2 separate regions of the Danio rerio genome follow, and region 2 is linked to region 1. Evidence: chromatin contacts called from public HiChIP or PLAC-seq data. All regions are on one chromosome and are shown on one strand. Each heading gives the region's core, a stretch centred on a gene start, on an enhancer-like site or on the middle of the called end of the contact. The rest is flanking DNA. Distances are from core to core; before and after follow the strand shown. Region 1 holds the start of si:ch211-14c7.2. Region 2 holds the start of foxa3 (forkhead box A3).

Region 1 (3,689 bases), core at 114-2,613:
CTGTGTGGAGTTTGCATGTTCTCACGTTTTGACGTGGGTTTTCTTCGGGTGCTCCAGTTTCCCCCACAAATCCAAAGTTATAACTGACACATGAACAAATAGTCATAATATTTAGACTTTTTTGGAACTGAAATGTTTATTATCCTTCTATCAAGATCCATTTTCATGCCATATAGATGTTTTTATGAATGTATTATGTGTTATATTGATATATCAGGCCTTTTGGTAACTTTTATTTGCTCAAATTAGTTTTAGTTACAAAAAAAAATGTTTTACCCATAACGTTTTGATAAAATAGAACATTTTAGGATGATTGTCTTGGTTTATTTTTTACCCTAAAGATTTTAAAATCTTTTTTATTTCAGATTGAGAGGTGTAATAGCAGTTTCAGACAATTGTTAATGCAAAGACAGACCTTACACCTCGCATATGAGAAGTGATTGCATTTTTATTTTCTTTTGCGCTTTAGGACTTCCATATCTATCTATCAAATGTACAAAAAATACAAAAGCAAGGGACGTCAAGGTGCTATAATCATTTAGTGAGGAAATTAAAATTGAGAAGAAATTTGGGTTGGGATGAGATGTAATTCTTTGTGATTTAACAGGCTTAGTGTAATTATACTTTTACTACTTCATATTATTTCAGTTGTGTTCAGAATTGTGAATGTATTTGTCTGAATCATGTTGACGAGGAAAAAATATCTTTAATATATTGATGCAAAATTTTAGCACTATCACTTTGTTGTTATAACATAGCCTAGTTGGATTGGCGGTGGTGGTGGTGGTGGAACCTGCATACCCCTCAGTAAATGTGTAGTTGTGCTCCTGGGTGTTTCCCAATGTTGAGTTGCGGCTGGAAGGGCATCCACTGCGTAAAACATATGCTGGATTAGTTGGCAGTTCATTCCGCTGTGGTGACCCCTGATTAATAAAGGGACTGAGCTGAAATGAAAATGAATGAATGGATAAATGAATGAAAATAAACATGTTCACCTAAATTTTGACATTTTCCTCTCAAAAAGTGACTTAAAACCTCACCACAAAGTCTGTCAATTGGAAGCAGACAACAAAACGGGACGTCTCGTTTCAAAACTTTCATTTTAAGTTGCCATTACGCGCGTAAAAGAAAGAAGTCTACCAAAAGAGACGGTGCACAAGGGATTCAAAAGGGTGAAGACACAAGGTGACCTACTGTACCCACCAGAACTGACTGAAGATGTAAATGAAGATGCTATAATGAGGTAATGTTGGCGCGTGTGCGTGTCGTGCTCGTGCGTAAACGTGGACGCACCGGCAGCGTGCGCGCTATTGGTCAGCTGAGCGCACGCGCGGGATTGCGGAGGATCTGCGTTGCATCGCCAGTAAAAGCAGCCTGCGCTATGGGGAGACACGGAGGTGTAGCGTGACGTTCAGCACACAGGATGAACATGGGATTTAATAGGCTTCACTAAAATTCGTAGGTCTGTATTCGGATATGCTGCCTTAAACGTAGCGGTGTAATGGATATCTTAATTTCCGCGCAGTCTAAAATCCTCATGAAGGTTAAAGGCAAAATCCTTCAGCCCAGAAGCATCTTCACAACGTACGACAGCTGGAATTGTGTGATTCGTGACATCGCTTTCGGCACGAGGAAAATGACTGGCACACTGTAAAGGTAAGCGGGCACAAAGAAAGACAGACCCCGGGTATTTGTTATTTAAAATGTAGGGGTATAATCTGGTATTAAAACGCGAAAAGGAGCGATGCGGATAATTCCCCCTCCTCGAGGATGCTTCATGTAAGGATTCATCTGTGTGGGCAAGTGTTAGTTAATGATAGACTCCCCCGATTTGGTGCAAGTGATGCGATCACGTATTGTGTGTGTGTAGACTACGTAATACAGCATCCTCTGTATGATCATCATGACATAGTTTGTGACAGGCGAACAAAATCTGAGGGAAATATAGATTATATCGTATACAATGTATGATTGCTTAAAGTAATAATTGTTCTAATATTGAATATAATCCATTTTAAACAAAGAATTTGTGTAGATGTGTACTAAACATTTTAAATTAAACTGTTACAAAATAAAATATAAAAATTATTTTATTAAATTAAATGGATATTTTATGACATGACAATATCATTTAATTATAGCTGCAATAACTAAAAATAAAATATACTATATATATATATATATATATATATATATATACACACACACACACAGAGTTGAAGTTAGGATTATTAGCCCCCCTGAAAAAATATTATCAGACATACTGTGAAAATGTCCTTGCTCTGTTAAACATCATTTGGGAAATATTAGAAAGACAAAAAAATCAAAGGGGCTAATAATTCTGACTTCAACTGTATATACAGTTGAATTATAGCCCTCCTTTATTTTTATTTAAATTATTTCAAGTATTTCCTAAATGATGTTTAACAAAGCTAGGACATTTTCAAAGTATGTCTAATAAGATTTTTTCTTCTGGAGAAAGTCTAATTTGTTTTTTTTCGGCTTGAATAAAATCAGTTTTTGATTTTTTTTTGATCTATTTTAGGGACAAAATTATTAGCCCCTTTAAGCTTTTTTTTTTTTTTTTTGACCATCATTATACAATAACTTGCCTAATTACCCTATCCTGCCTAGTTAACCTAATTAACCGAGTTGAGCCTTTAAATGTCACTTTAAGCTGTATAGAAGTGTCTTGAAAAATATCTAGTAGTCATTAGAGATGAGTTATTAAAACTATTATTTTTAGAAATGTGCTGAAAAAATCTCTCCGTTAAACAGAAATTGGGGAAAAAATAAACGTGTGTGTGTGTGTGTGTGTGTGTGTGTGTGTGTGTGTAATAAAAAAAAATATACATCAATAGTTTAGGATCAGTTTTTCTTTCTTCATGGTTTTTATTTTAAGAAAACTTATCTGTTCATCAAGGCGGCATTTATTAAATGTAAAAAAAATGTAACTGTTAAATATTTAATAAAATTTTAAATAACTGCTTTCTTATTGTTTGTAGTTTTAAATGAAATTAGTACTCCATTATTTTCTTATTACTATCATTAATAATAATAATAATAATAATTAATATTAGAGTGATTTCTGAAGGATCATGTGACTGACAGTACCTGGTAGTGTATGTGTACATACCATACCATTAGTTAATTTATTAATCCACTATTTACCATAGATGCATAATGAGCTATATATTTTACAGCATTAATTATTAACTAATTAATTAATTAATTAATCATTACAAGTTAATAAAAAATCATTTTAGTAAAAGCAACTTTTGCTCTTTAATAATGCATTAATAGCAATTGATATTAAGTAAGATTGATGCATCTAGTCGAAATTATTTGCTATAACCATAACCAATACTGTCAAATTGAAGCAATACAGAAACAGTTTGTTACATATTTCATATATATATATATATATATATATATATATAATATATACAGTTGAAGTCAGAATTATTAGCCCCCTTTAGATTTTTATTTTCTTTTTTAAATATTTCCCAAACAATTTTTTAACAGAGCAATGAAATTTTCACAGTATGTCTGATAATATGTTTTCTTCTGGAGAAAGTCTTATTTGTTTTATTTCGGCTTGAATAAAAGCAGTTATTAATTTTTTTAAAAACATTTTTGGGACAAAATTATTAGCCCTTTAAGCAAATTTTTTTTTTAGATAATCTACA
Region 2 (3,666 bases), core at 12-2,511, 150 kb before region 1:
ATTACTGATGTAGACCCCCACCGTGATGAGTTTAAGCCCTGATGAGCTTATACCACCCTGGCCTGAACACATCACTGATGACAGAAGAAGCCATTAAATGATTGACTGATGGTGGTTTACGACCATCAAAAGCAGGACTGTCCGCGTGCCTTAGGCTACCAGAAAAAAAAAATAACTAAAATGTAAACTATCTATCTATCTATCTATCTATCTATCTATCTATCTATCTATCTATCTATCTATCTATCTATCTGTCTATCTGTCTGTCTGTCTGTCTGTCTGTCTGTCTGTCTGTCTGTCTGTCTGTCTGTCTGTCTAATGATTTCACTCGCTGCGAAAACAGCAAGCTTTTTTGTTATTTAAAAAAGAATTCTAATAGACGTCTAATGGACGTCTAAACATAGACGGCATGGTTAATGCTAAACTTGGGCTATCAGTTAAAATCTAATCGACATCTAAGAATAGCCCAAATGTAGTCGTCAAATACAAAAGAATGAATGACTACAAGTGTAAAGTCTGTTTAAAATGTATTTGATGACGAATCTAGTTTTATTGTTAGATTGTTTTAGCCAAGCCAAATGCTTATGTCTATTAGACGTCTATTTAACATAAAATTGCCTGGTGAGGTTGTTGGAACCCCTGTTTGGGTCAACTATGGACAACTGTTGAGTTAAAAAGTTTAATTTATATTTAATTAACAACATTAACCAAGTCCACATCAGACTCAACATTGGGTTAAACAACCCAGCATTTTTGCCTAGTCTGAGTTGCAATAGATGTCCCAATATCTTCTCCTTTTTACTCCGTTCATTTTCATTGTAGGCCTGGAGTTGTCTGGGATGACAATTGGCATGAACGTGTCGGCCGGCCAATATACAGAACAGCAGGGGGCAAGAGAGACCTTTAGGGACGCCTTCCTGAGTCCCGGGGCCCGTAGGGCGGTCCCTTACCTGCGCGTGTTTAAAGCCTGAGGTGAGGCTTTCCTACATTACTCACCGCACAGAGCTGACACGGGCTCCACAGCTTCACTTTGGACTTCTCAGGATTATACTTGAAAATGTTTACGGGTCACCAAAGTGAACTATAAGTTAACTAATCATGAAAAAACAACTGATTGATCTACGGGACAGAAGATAACAGAAGAGCCTGACTTCCAAAACTTTATAGTTCATATTACGTGGAATTACAAAAGTTTCTCTTCTTGTGGGACGTTTTGTTTGTTTATTTATTTTAAAAGCGAAATCCTTATAACAGCTCGAGGGCATTTTAGTACACGTTAGTCGTCAGTCACTATCCCGTTTCTTACGAGTTACAACTTTATTTGGGGATGTTGAGCTCCGTGAAGATGGAATCTCATGAAATTCCGGAGTGGAATCCTTTCTACAGTGAGGCAAATGAGGTAAGCTGTGAAAACTCTTCAAAATTGTTTTAAATAACTAATAAAATATATGTTTTTATTCAAAAATATTATGATAGATAGATAGATAGATAGATAGATAGATAGATAGATAGATAGATAGATAGATAGATAGATAGATAGATAGATAGATAGATAGAAAATAAAATGCGACATAACGTTTAGGCGTTTATAATTACAATTTAAATATTAATTATTCATTGATATAATATGTACATGATGTTGCAATTTAATAATGAAATATATTGTTTTTAAAAGTCGACATTTGGCTTTTGATTATAGCTAATTTCGTTTTGATTTCACGTTAGAGTTCTGTGCATTTGTTTTACACGTCACCAGATCCAACACAAACTGTTCTTTGCGAATGTACAAAATAGACACCGTTGGCCTAATAGTTAATTGATAAATTTTCTTTTCGAGTTTACGCAATAGATAATAGCTACTTTTTTGATTAAGCCGCATTAATTATTTTACAACACTTTATTTTATTTTCTCAACTTAACGTCTACTTTATTTATTCTACTCCACTTTATTTTCTCAACTTTACGTATGCGCATTTACATTTAAATTGTTTTTGCTGCGCAAAGCTATTTGGTCCCCCGCTTACACAACACCAAATGTATATTATTGTTAGCCTTTTTTGTATTTGATTATTAGTTTTTGTTTGCGTTTCAATTTATTTCGAGACTCATTCGAAGATTGCAAAGGAGTTTTAATAGATCGACCTTTAGATCTTTTAAACTAATCATTCATTTTATGTGTAAAACGAAATAAAAAGAAATACTCTTATAGACAATGTAGAATATAACAAAGTTAGACTTTTTATTTAAAAATATTCTTTATTACAAAATTGTTTATGAGTTGTTGACAAACTAAATGCACAACATTAATCTCTTGTGTGTTATTTTCGTTCAGATGTATTCCTCTCCGAGCGCCATGAACTCAGTGAGCAGCTTGAACAGCTACATAAATCTCAACTCGGCCTGCTCCACATCCAGCATGAATATGGGCTATCCCAGCGCAGGTCTCAACAGCAGCCCATTATCCAGCATGGGTGGAGGCCCCAACCACATGAGCCTGTCCCCCGTAGGCTCCTCTCTGAACCCCAGCTCTCTGACTCAGCTAGGCTCATCTGCCTCCACACTGGGTCCCCTCTCTCATTACCAAAGCATGGGTCAGCCAATGTCCCAGATCAGCTACCCCTCTCCTACCTCACTTAACCGGACTAAGGAGATGCCAAAGCCCTACCGTCGCTCGCTGACCCACGCCAAGCCACCATACTCCTACATCTCCCTCATCACCATGGCCATCCAGCAGTCACAAAGCAAGATGCTCACCCTCAACGAAATCTACCAGTGGATCATGGATCTGTTTCCGTATTACCGTGAAAACCAGCAGCGCTGGCAGAACTCCATCCGCCACTCTCTATCCTTCAACGATTGCTTCGTCAAAGTGGCACGTTCGCCCGACAAGCCTGGGAAAGGCTCCTACTGGGCGCTGCATCCCAATTCTGGCAACATGTTTGAGAACGGCTGCTACCTCCGGCGCCAGAAGCGCTTTAAAATTGAGGAAAAAGCTGGGAAAAAGAGCTCATCAAAGTCTCAGGATGGCAGCAGCACCAAGGGCACCCACAGCAGCGAGGGGATGCAGGAGGAGCACAGTCCCACCACCGGCTCTGATGGGGCTGAATCTGCCCATTCCGACAGCTCCCATGCTGGATCCACCTCAGAGGAGCAGCAGAGGAGCCTAGTGCAGCTGGATTGCCCATCGCAAGCTCCAAATCTTTCACACAGCTCTCCAGTGCCGATCCCATCATCAGTGCCCTCCTCAATGCCTCCATCCAGCTCACACCTGCACTCTCAGGGAATGGGCAACAGCCCTCACCTGCTAGGCAGCCCCATGCACCATCTGGATCTGCAGAACGACCCGCTGAAGTCAATGGACCCCCACTTCAATTTCAACCATCCGTTCTCCATCACCAATCTCATGTCCAACGAGCAGAAGATGGACCTCAAGTCGTACCAGGACCAGGTGATGGCCTACAACAGCTACGCCACGTCCTCTCCAGTGGCCGCCAAACAGATCTATGACAATGCAGGTCCGTCCGCCATTGACTCTGGTGCCTACTACCAGACCCTCTACAGCAGGTCTGTCCTCAATGCATCCTAATGTGTTTACCAGCCAGTTGAACTCTACAGACTGTTAATGGCAGGACATCTTCAACACGGAGCTTGCTTTGGCCTCAATAA

What was found. HiChIP or PLAC-seq counts read pairs in DNA pulled down with a chosen protein or histone mark.
Region 2: an H3K4me3 HiChIP or PLAC-seq map of gastrula embryo shows a contact between it and region 1, with 2.8 times the contacts expected there. The contact joins the promoter of foxa3 here to the promoter of si:ch211-14c7.2 in region 1. A contact is called at or near these places in 1 of 18 Hi-C or Micro-C datasets (an unstated tissue) and 1 of 4 datasets of contacts at active chromatin or transcription factors (gastrula embryo).

Annotation. Positions count from the first base shown.
Region 1 is chr18:49,207,449-49,211,137 of GRCz12tu, reverse strand. It overlaps si:ch211-14c7.2, which reads left to right and starts at 1,363. Exons shown (of 6, transcript XM_001920354.7): 1 at 1,363-1,656.
Region 2 is chr18:49,353,717-49,357,382 of GRCz12tu, reverse strand. It overlaps foxa3 (forkhead box A3), which reads left to right and starts at 1,261. Exons shown (of 2, transcript NM_131299.1): 1 at 1,261-1,399; 2 at 2,333-3,666. The coding sequence starts at 1,328. The coding sequence ends at 3,586. It overlaps LOC137488230 (a long non-coding RNA gene), which reads left to right. Exons shown (of 7, transcript XR_012393863.1): 2 at 823-972.